Linked DNA regions of Rattus norvegicus: region 2 is linked to region 1. The links are chromatin contacts, called in public HiChIP or PLAC-seq maps. All regions are on one chromosome and are shown on one strand. Each heading gives the region's core, a stretch centred on a gene start, on an enhancer-like site or on the middle of the called end of the contact. The rest is flanking DNA. Distances are from core to core; before and after follow the strand shown. Region 1 holds the start of Ppp2r3c (protein phosphatase 2, regulatory subunit B'', gamma). Region 2 holds the start of Brms1l (BRMS1 like transcriptional repressor).

What was found. HiChIP or PLAC-seq counts read pairs in DNA pulled down with a chosen protein or histone mark.
Region 2: a contact with region 1 is called in an H3K27ac HiChIP or PLAC-seq map of oligodendrocytes, with 12 times the contacts expected there. The contact joins the promoter of Brms1l here to the promoter of Ppp2r3c in region 1. A contact is called at or near these places in 3 of 12 Hi-C or Micro-C datasets (the A7r5 cell line, hepatocytes and mammary epithelial cells) and 1 of 1 datasets of contacts at active chromatin or transcription factors (oligodendrocytes).

Annotation. Positions count from the first base shown.
Region 1 is chr6:78,403,572-78,408,409 of GRCr8, reverse strand. Ppp2r3c (protein phosphatase 2, regulatory subunit B'', gamma) reads left to right here and starts at 2,484. Exons shown (of 14, transcript NM_001014196.1): 1 at 2,484-2,510; 2 at 2,861-3,062. The coding sequence starts at 3,005. It overlaps Prorp (protein only RNase P catalytic subunit), which reads right to left and starts at 2,268. Exons shown (of 7, transcript NM_001106730.2): 1 at 770-2,268. The coding sequence starts at 1,755.
Region 2 is chr6:78,999,105-79,003,942 of GRCr8, reverse strand. It overlaps Brms1l (BRMS1 like transcriptional repressor), which reads right to left and starts at 2,140. Exons shown (of 10, transcript NM_001395086.1): 1 at 1,876-2,140. The coding sequence starts at 2,017. It overlaps LOC102546497 (a long non-coding RNA gene), which reads left to right and starts at 2,323. Exons shown (of 4, transcript XR_005505941.2): 1 at 2,323-2,459; 2 at 2,872-2,961; 3 at 3,247-3,346; 4 at 3,566-3,859.

The sequences.
Region 1 (4,838 bases), core at 1,235-3,734:
GGTGAGGTGGGAATAGCCAAACAAGACAAGACTCAAAATAAAATGGAAGGATGGTTCTCTATTTAATGCTTGAGTATCGGAACTGATCAGGAACTGCATCATCCACTCCAATCACTGTAACTGATGAAACACAGGACTACAGCCTACCTACTGCACATATTTCAGTAGCCACCTTTGAAAATAAGAATATGATCATCCAGTAAAGTACTTGGTGCACAAGCAAGATCTGAGCTCAGATTCCCCAGAACCCACACCTAAGCCTGGCAGAGCAGCCTGACCCTGTAACCCTAGCAGTAAGGGTGTGAAGACAGGCAGATGCAACCTGCGAGTCTAGACAAAATGCTAAGCCCCAGGTTCAGTGAGAGACTCTTGTCTCAAAAGTAAGATGGAATTTGACTGAAAAAATAAAAAACAAAAAGAAAAAGAAACCTTAAGTCAACCTCTATTGTTGGCACATGCTGTGCCCACACACAGATACAAACCCTTTACTTGCTATAATGTTGCTTGTTGTTCATGCCAGACGCCTCAGAAAATATAGTTCTAAAAAGAAGAGATCTGTTTATATAAAAACAGAAGGTGCTATATAATTTCCTTTTACGTGACAAGTAGAGAGTAGTACAAATTTACCCCTACTACTTTCTTAGGAGAATATTTTGTTTTAAAGGAGAAACAACTCTTATCTCAAGACAGAAAAAGGCATAAGTTGAATAAAACGAGTCTTAGCAACTAATAAACAAAACACAGACCACATATACAAAATCAAAGTTACCTTTCAAACCACGTCTTTATACTGTGTGCAAATGACTCTCCAGGATACAGCTGATTATTCCTTAGATACAAAAGAATGTCCAGGAGTTGGTTTGAATACTGATCATCATTCATGTCTTTGCCATGATCAAAGAAGGCTTTTAAAGTTTCCAACAGAGGGATGAGATTATGACCTACCAACTCCTGATACAAACTCCAAGCCACGTTCACATCTTGATGAAGGAGGGCTCCTTGTATACAGTCACCATAGTTCTTTTTGGAAGGGACCATGACTTTTTTAATATCTTCTAACAGCAACAAGGCCTCTCTCCATCTGTCTGAGTGGATTAATCCCCGGATGAGAAGGGTGTAACCCCCAGATTCTAAACTCTTGTACTTGGCTTTCATTATTTCGTAGACATCGATAACTTCTGACGTCTGCTTATGAAAGACACAGAGATATAAATACTTGACGAGTAAATTATACCCCACGATACCATTGTTCTTTGCTGCTACCCAAGCCAGGAGAGACTTGGCCACATCGACTGAACTGCAGCTGCGTGTCATCTGTGAAATGACGAAGTCTTCGAAACTGGCCTTTCCTTTGAAATCTTCTTTAAGTTTATCCCACTCTTCGGAATTCAAAGGTTTAGTTGGGAGTTGGACAGTGCTTTTCACAGGCAAGGTGTGACCTTGATTCTGAGGGTTACCACTTAGGTGGGACCTCTTCTTAGCCTCTCCAGCAGCAAAATAATGAGGACCAGAAGAAGCTTGTTTATTGCTGTCATTTCCTTTCTTGAGTGTTCTAGCTTTAGTAACCAGTAGATTGAGTATTTTGCTATTTGGAGGGGTGGTAGGTTTAACAGAAAACCATCTCTGTTGGTTCCCGATGACACAGTGAACCCCGAGAAAGAAAGAGGCAGAAGAGGTCGCAGGGCCTAGTTCAAAATAAGGGTTGCTCTTCCAAAGTTTCAGAAAGCTCCGAAAACCAGACAAATAGAAAGTCATTCTGCTGTGAGTTGAATGAGACAACTTCTAAAAACAGCTTCACTCCACTATGTAAAATTAAGGTATTGAGGGCTGAAGACAGTGGAAGCCCAGTTCTTGAATTTTTTTTTTTTTTTTGTTTCTCCCTTATAAACAAGCCAAGATTATATGTTTGGAGCGATTTAATGTGAAGGAAAGCACAAGAGTTCTATTCATTAAATAACAATCCAAGGACATCCAACACTAGTAGCAATCCCTAAACCAGAAGACGGAACGGAAATCCTGAGGTGCCTGTTACCTTCCAATTTTCGAATCTGAAGAAAAAGCACATGGACCTCCCAGTTTAACTCCTGCGGATTACTACGGTCCTGAAGAGGGGCGGGATATCACGGGAGCGAGAACACGAAAATAAATAAAATCAGTCAGGAACCACCAACCGTAGTTCCAGCAGCAGCAAGAAAAGCCAGTCTAGGGTTCCTTGCTTTTCACAACTCTCTCCAGGACGCAAAACTCTTCAGAGAAGGGGGTGGGAATCAAGGAAATGCAGCATAAACATCACAGAGAAGGAAGTGAGGTTGAGAAAGAGTTCAGACTTAACTGTACGGACTGCTGACAAACGAAGTTCACTTCATGAAACAACACACCACGCTACTCAAGCTTAAAGCAACCATAAATGCGGCGAAAACTACAATTCCCACAAGGCACCGCGCTGAACGAGCCGCTGGGGCCTGAATGGCTGGAATTCAGGCGTTCTGTTGAGTATGGCGAAGATAAAGGTAATTTTGAAATTTTTAGTATCCAAGAGGGCTGGGTACAGCTTCGGAAGCGTCTATTACATCTTGGGAACTGTTAAGGTTTCCAGAGAGAAAACAAAAATGTGACGAAAATACTTTTCTCAATTAGGAAATGCCAATGGAGTCCTTCACCTGTGGTGCGCACGCGCCAAATGCCCAAACGAAGAAGTCACGCAGATTTCTTCTGGCCTTTAAATATCTGACTTGCTGAGCTGGGACACCCCCTTAAGAAGGATAATTTTTTTCATCTATTTCATGTCTGATTTCGTCCCTGTTAGCGTGATCGCCGTATCTGGAATAGCTACAACATCTTTCCTTTTTTTTCTTTATAGCCAAGGCTTCCGCCCTTGCCCAAGATGGCGTACAGGCATCCTTCTTAACTTCCACTTGTTTTGGTGGCGTCTGACGTTGCAGCTGGTAGTGGGTGGAGCTGTTAACAAACCGCAAATGTAGGGTCCTCTGAGCGGGAGTCAGCCATGGACTGGAAAGACGTGCTTCGTCGGCGGTTAGCGTCGCCCAACTCGGATCCAAAGAGTGAGTTTGAGAGGGACCGCCCTCTAGATAGCCCGCCCTAGGCTAGAAGTGGCGGACCAGGTGAATAGGGTAGCGGAGGAAGTGAGAGCCGTACTTTGCGCGTCTGTTAAACTTCCCTGACAAAGGAGTCAGAGTGGAATGTGCTTTCGAGATATACCAAGGGGTGACCCACATTTCTTGGTAAATGACCTGCTAGGAATGAAAGCATAACGGTGGTTCCCATTTTCCACGATCTTAAACTTAGAAACTAGACTTAGGAACCTTGATTCAAACCTTCAATCTTACCAAGACTTGTAATTCATCCTTATAGGTTTTTTCCTCCGTAGGAACAGCGTTTTATCATATAGCCGAGGCTAGACTTGAATTATTTACCCTTTTTGTTCCTGCCTCCCGAGTGCCTGTCCCCTTTTACGCTCACTTTTCACTTAACCCTCCATTTTTAAATTTCATCAATCCGTTTTACATTGCTTGTACCTTGGTCCTTCACACTTGCTTGCCAGTCTTGTTAAATCCTTCCAGTTCCACACCAGCTCCTGGGCAGCTGCAATTGGCTAAAGCAAAACAGAACCTGGCTAGAGAGATGGCTCAGCCAATTAGAGGCTAGACCCAAACCAAAAAGATAACCCAAATCATTGTGCATTGTGAGTTCTATGCTAAAGTATCTGTTTTGGTTGTATCTGCAAGAAGAGCATTTGCTTTTCTACACTTAATTCATCTTCCCAAACCTCCAGTCTGGCTTCTCTGTTGTTCCCCTTAAATTGGTGAGCTAGCTTATTTTTCAACTCTGTATCTCAAAGAGGAAGTAGACGCAGGTTATAAAGGAGAGCCTCAACTGTTGCCAGTTACCATTTCTCTCAGGTCTTAGGTATGTATCCTTACCTCCGACCTTCACCTTTAAAATGAATTGTCACTGAGCACATGGCTTTAATCCCAGCACTTGGGAGGCAGAGGCAGGTAGATCTCTGAGATGGAGACCAGCGTGGTCTACAGAGTTCCTGGACAGCCAGGACTACACAAAGAAACCCTGTCTCTAGAAAAGAGTTGAGTGTAGTTGAGTCCCTCCTGCCCCTCACTAGACTGCATTCTTTCTCATACGGTCACTGGCTTCTCTTCAGTGTTTTCCTCTCATACATTGGTAACTTTGCTTTTTCTCCTCAATCATTTCCATTGCCATTAACAAGTGTGTAATGTATGTGCATGTGCACTGCCTGCTGAGCGAAAATTGAGGACGTGGCCTACACCTGGTTGAGGAGAAGCTTTTGCTGTAGCTACGAGGGCGAGTTCAGACTAGGAGAGTCCCGGCTGAACCGGAGCAGCAGAATAGACTTTAGCATGAGAGGAGAGTGGTGGGAAAGAGCAAGGGGGAGGGGCAAGTGGACCAAGAGAGCACGTGGGTACCAAGAGAGTGAGTGAGGAGCCCACATGCCTGAGTTATACGGGATCAGAAGCTGAAGGAAGCTGAGTCCACTGGGGTGGTTTAGGGTAGGCCGTGAGGTGAGAAAAGCAAGGAGGAGCAAGCTGGGATCCTGCTTCTGCTGATATGTTAGTAGGCACCTCAGTTAGCCATTTGTCCCAGGTTTCTTTGAGACCTGACACCTGCAAAGGCCTGCAGAAGGTACTGGATCCCCTGGAGCAGGAGTTACACTTGGTTGCCATGTGGGTGCTGGAAAACAAACCGGAGCCCTCTACAAGAGCAGCACGTGCTCTTAATCTACTGAGTCATCTCCCCAGTTCCCCTCCAAAGATTGCTGCTTTTCTCTTCACCTTTAATAGGAA
Region 2 (4,838 bases), core at 891-3,390, 600 kb before region 1:
TAAACTGGCTAATTTTGAAGTTTCACCCATGTCCCCAGCAAGGCGGATGACCTCAGAATTATTTTTCTCATCTCAGGTAGGTTCTAACTCGACATTCCTTCTGTCGGTTTGGACATTCTTACATAAACAGCACACAAGCTGAACAGCAATATGCTCAAAATACTTCATCTTCTATCTTCATTTCCATATTTTATTTTTTGGTTAGCTGTGATGCTACCCACATCTCTCCCTGTATCTGAGCTTCCTCTTACCTCACTCCTAAACTTGTATCCACCGAGTCTGGGTTTTGTCTTCTTTGAAATCTCTCACGTCTACATCATTCTTTGCCTTTTCAAGCTTCTTGGTCTCCCAACCAAACTTGTTTTCTCATCCTTCTATAAGCCTTGAACTCCGCCCTTTGCACTTTTTCTTACATTCCTTCTCCTATATGAACTTTCCACCTTAACTATCCCAACCCAAACTCTTCAAAACAACACAGTGGCTCTTTCCCCACTAAATGTGCTGACCACGTAGTTCTAGAGTCTGTCCTCTGCTCCTAACAACAGCATTATGTACATTCAATTGTTTGTTTAGCAACTTAATCAAGTGGTAACTTACAACAAGCTTTTAAAATATTTTTATCAGTTCTTTGAAAATGTTAATCTGAACCACCGCCATCCCCCTATTCGCCCAACTCCAAGTCCTCTACTTTTTCTTTTTTGTAAAACTATGGCGTTCAATCTGGTTTGCCTGCCCTGATGTGTGGTTGACCTACCAAGGGTCATACTAACAAATGCCCTTAGCTCTGCTAGTGGTGGAACTACCATGCCCACCTCTACCCTATTGGGATTTCTGTCCGGATTGAGCCTGCCCAGGTCTTGTGCACACTGCCATAACTACAATGAATTCATGTGTTCAAAAGTCCTATTGAGTAAGCAAAATACTGTTCTTCAACCGAGATAAAATAACTATAAATGTTTGCCTCGTGCTGAGTGAAAACTCTCCCTCATAAATATTTACTTTTGGATGGCTGACTTATTGACATTACCTTCTTCCATTAAGAAGTATACTCTGACAGACAAACCTAGAAAAAAAGTGTGGAATGATACCACACTGTCATTAACCTATTATCAATGCTTCCCTTTTCATGGCCAAACCAGGGTTAGACAAAGAAGTCATTCTCAGTCTGTCATATGTTGGAATAACAAGTATTAAAGACGCAGAAGAAATCGCCCGAAGTTACAAAATAATCATCGCTTGAAGATTCTGGGAATGTCAACACTGCCCACATGGTCCTGATTAAAACCTGACAATGATTTGAAATTATTCCTCAGGCTGGTCCTTTGTCGGTCTTGAAAACTTTAGAGAGCTACAAAGAACCGGAGAGTTCCCAAGTCAATCCCCTCGAGACCTCTGATGACAGTACTAGCGACAGGCTGATCTGCAAGTGAAGGTTAATGAGTTTCAAGCCCGCCAAGGACCAAGGCAAATCTATCCTCAGTCCGCACACATGCAGACAAGGGTTGGGGAGACTACTAGTAAAGGGTCGGTGGTATGAATTAAAGGGCATTTCCAGTCTTCCAGATCAGCAAGCCGGACATTCCACTCCCCAGTCGGTAGCCCCAGGGTACCGCCAGGTGACCCTAGGGCGGGTCCCACGGTGCACAGAATCGCCTGGGGTCCCCAAAGCCCGCAGGCGCTCAGCCTTCCCGGGACCGGGAGCTGGAGCCCGCGGCGCCCCGCAGCTCCGGGTGCCAGAGGCCAAGCCAGTCCCCGCCCCTTCCCCATCTCCCCGCCCCGCGCTCCCAGCAGGACGCGCCGCCCGGCGTGAGCACCGCGGCCTGTCGCGCGCCCGGCTCAAGGGACCCGGCATCCCCGCCCAGCTGAGTCGCGCACCTGAGCTGTCCCCATCCTCGGAGACCGACGAGCTCTCGGTGTCCTCGTCTTCGGAACTGCTCCCCTCGTTCTCCGCGTAGTCCACCTCCATCTCATCGTGATGATTCGTCTCCTTCTTATCTCCTCGGGAATGGACCGGCATTTTCCAGCCGCGCCGTCGCTTCCCACTCCCTGCTCCCAGCCCGGCCACTGCCGCTCCAGAGAAGGGCGCGCCGAACGCCCCGACCCACCCGGCCGCCTCGCTCGCTCCGAAACCCTCGACTCCTCCCCACCCCCGGCCAGAGCCTCACAACCTAACCCGCAGGCTGTGCGCTGCGAGCTCAGCCATTGGTGAAAACTGTCCCTGAGCTGGAGGCGTGGCCTGCCTTGCAAGCGAACGATTGGTTACCCGTGATTACGGCGCGGCCTTCCGCTGAATGTCGGGAGTTGTAGTCCTTAGGCCTCAGAGCTTCACGGGCTGTGGGTTTCTAAGGTTCAACTGCCTCAATCACTTTTAACTTCGGACTTCAAGTCCCACAAGGCAGGAAAGCTGGCATACTGGAACGCAGTTTATAAACTAAACAGAAACAGATTGCGCGGATTTGGTCTGTACTTATCCTTTTCCCGCCAATTGGTTATTTAATCTGCCCAGCTACTCAAAATGTGAAAAGAATGTGAAAAGGTCCTTTGCTTGAAAAGGTTTTTGCACACTCTATGAGCATGGAGGGCTGCAGAATCGTCTCTTCTACATTAGTATTACTTTTATTACGGCTAATAAACTTAAATTGAAATGTAGATGTAGGAAATAATTCGTACTTTGTAAATTTTCACAGAGAAATTATAATTGTTCTTGAAATTTTTTCAACCAAAAAAATAGAGGGAAAGGAAGTTTTAGTATTTCAATTTTGCATTCTTACATTTTTTTTTTTAATGGAAGAAGCTACCCGTTGATTTAATTTCAGGTTCCGATGAAAAATTAATGTTTGACTTAAAAAGGTGTCTTTTTTTTTTTCAAAGATAGGATTACACAGACAAGGATGACGCTGTAACTACCATAATAATCGTAACTTATAACTGACCACTTTCACTCATTATCAGGTTATCTTGGTAAGTTCACTGTGTGGGTTAGATGAGTTGATTTTTTTTGTCAACAAAATATATGGTTCAAGTATTAAAGGGACATCAGGAAGTAGAATGAAGCTTAGTTGTTCTGGAACTTGCTCTGTAGATTGACCTTGGCTCAGAGATCTGCTTGGCCCTGTCTCTTGGGATTAAACCACACCTTGACTTAAATTTAGCTGAGTAGGATCTGTTATAGCCTAGAACATAGATTCTACTCCCCGGTGCCCCTTTAAATATTTTTCCTTTCTCAGCTTGCTCCTTTTCTTACAGGTTCAGAGGTTCTGTCCATTACCACCAAGGCGGGAGCAGAGCTGAGAGTTCTTCATCCTCATCTGAAGGCTGCTAGGAGACTGGCTTCCAGGGAGCTAGGGTGAGGGTCTTAAAGACCACGCCCATAATGACACACTTCCTCTAATATGACCACACCTACTCCGACAGGGCCACAGCTCCTAAAAGTGCCACACCTTGGGCCAAGCATATTCAAACCATCACCACCACCACCATTTCCCGCATTTCAGATGCTCTCGTGCTCCCAGACAATGACTACGATCTGTACTTAGTCCTTTTTTTCTTCTTCTTTTCCTACCAGGCTATATTCAGCCACCGTGGGCTACCTATAGGACTGTGAGTTCCTTGAAAGCAAGGGTTGTTTTAATCAAGTGTGAAAATACAAGGCAAAGCACAGCTACTGTGTGTGGGCAGCTATTATGTTGCAACCTGCCAGTTGCTAGGATCTGAGACTACCAGCATGTTTGTCCAGACAGAGTCTTGCTGGTCTTGAGTTCACTGCATGGCCTCATCTTCCTGAGAGCAGGGATTCTGGCTCCTAGTCTTGGGTTCCGCTTCTCAAATGCAGATCAAATAAAAACAGCTGTTGGCAAAAGCCCTTGGTTCCAGTTAATCTTTGTTATATCAGTAACCAGAGAGTGTGTGCTAAATAGTACTGAGATTTCTAGTGGCTACTTATGCCTTGCACTGTTGGGTACTTTAAATAAGGTGGTTCATTTAATCTCCACAACAAATCTGAGAGTTAATTTTACACAGGAGGAAACTGAGGTACAGAGCAGTCAAACTACCTCACCAAGGTCATACGGGTAATAGATAACAGGTCTCAGCTTTGAACGTTAAGTAGTGTGGCATCAGAGCTTGCATGTACTCTCTTGGCACACAGTGGTCCTCAAGTGGGTGCTTTCTGCTTCTGCTGTTCAAAGGTAAGCAAAGGGGGCCAGGCATGGGTGGCTTAACCGTAGTTAACGCCAGAGGCTGCAGCAAGAGATTTGACACAAATTCGAGGTCAGCCTCAGACATAAGGAAGTGAGAGAGCAAGAGGCATGGATTCAAGCCACACTTATCTAATAACCCAGAAGTAAACTCGACAAAACACAGAATCTCTGGTCATTTATAAAATAAGTTTTGTGATCTTAACTTTAAATTCCTTCCAAAGTCTCAGATTCTTGTCAGAAGCTGGAAAGATAGCTCAGTGGGTAAAGTGTTTGCTGTGAAAATATGAGGACTGGAGTTCGTGTAACCAGAATCCAAGTAAAGACCAGGCCAGCACAGCAGCCTACATGGGACCACAATGCTAAGGAAACAGGGACAGAGAATTCTGGACAACCAAGACCGGCTGAACCAGTGAGTTCTGGGTACAAGAGAGGCCCAAACTCAATGTCTACAAAGGAGAATAATAGAGAAAGACAATCAACGTCAAACTCTGATCTCCATATATACCTACAGACACATGCGAACATACATACCCACACACAAACTAAAGGTACCTGAAAGGAGAGACGCTTAATTGAGAAAATGCCTCCATAAGATTCAGTTGTAGGGCCTTTTCTAAATTAGTTATTGATGGCAGAGGG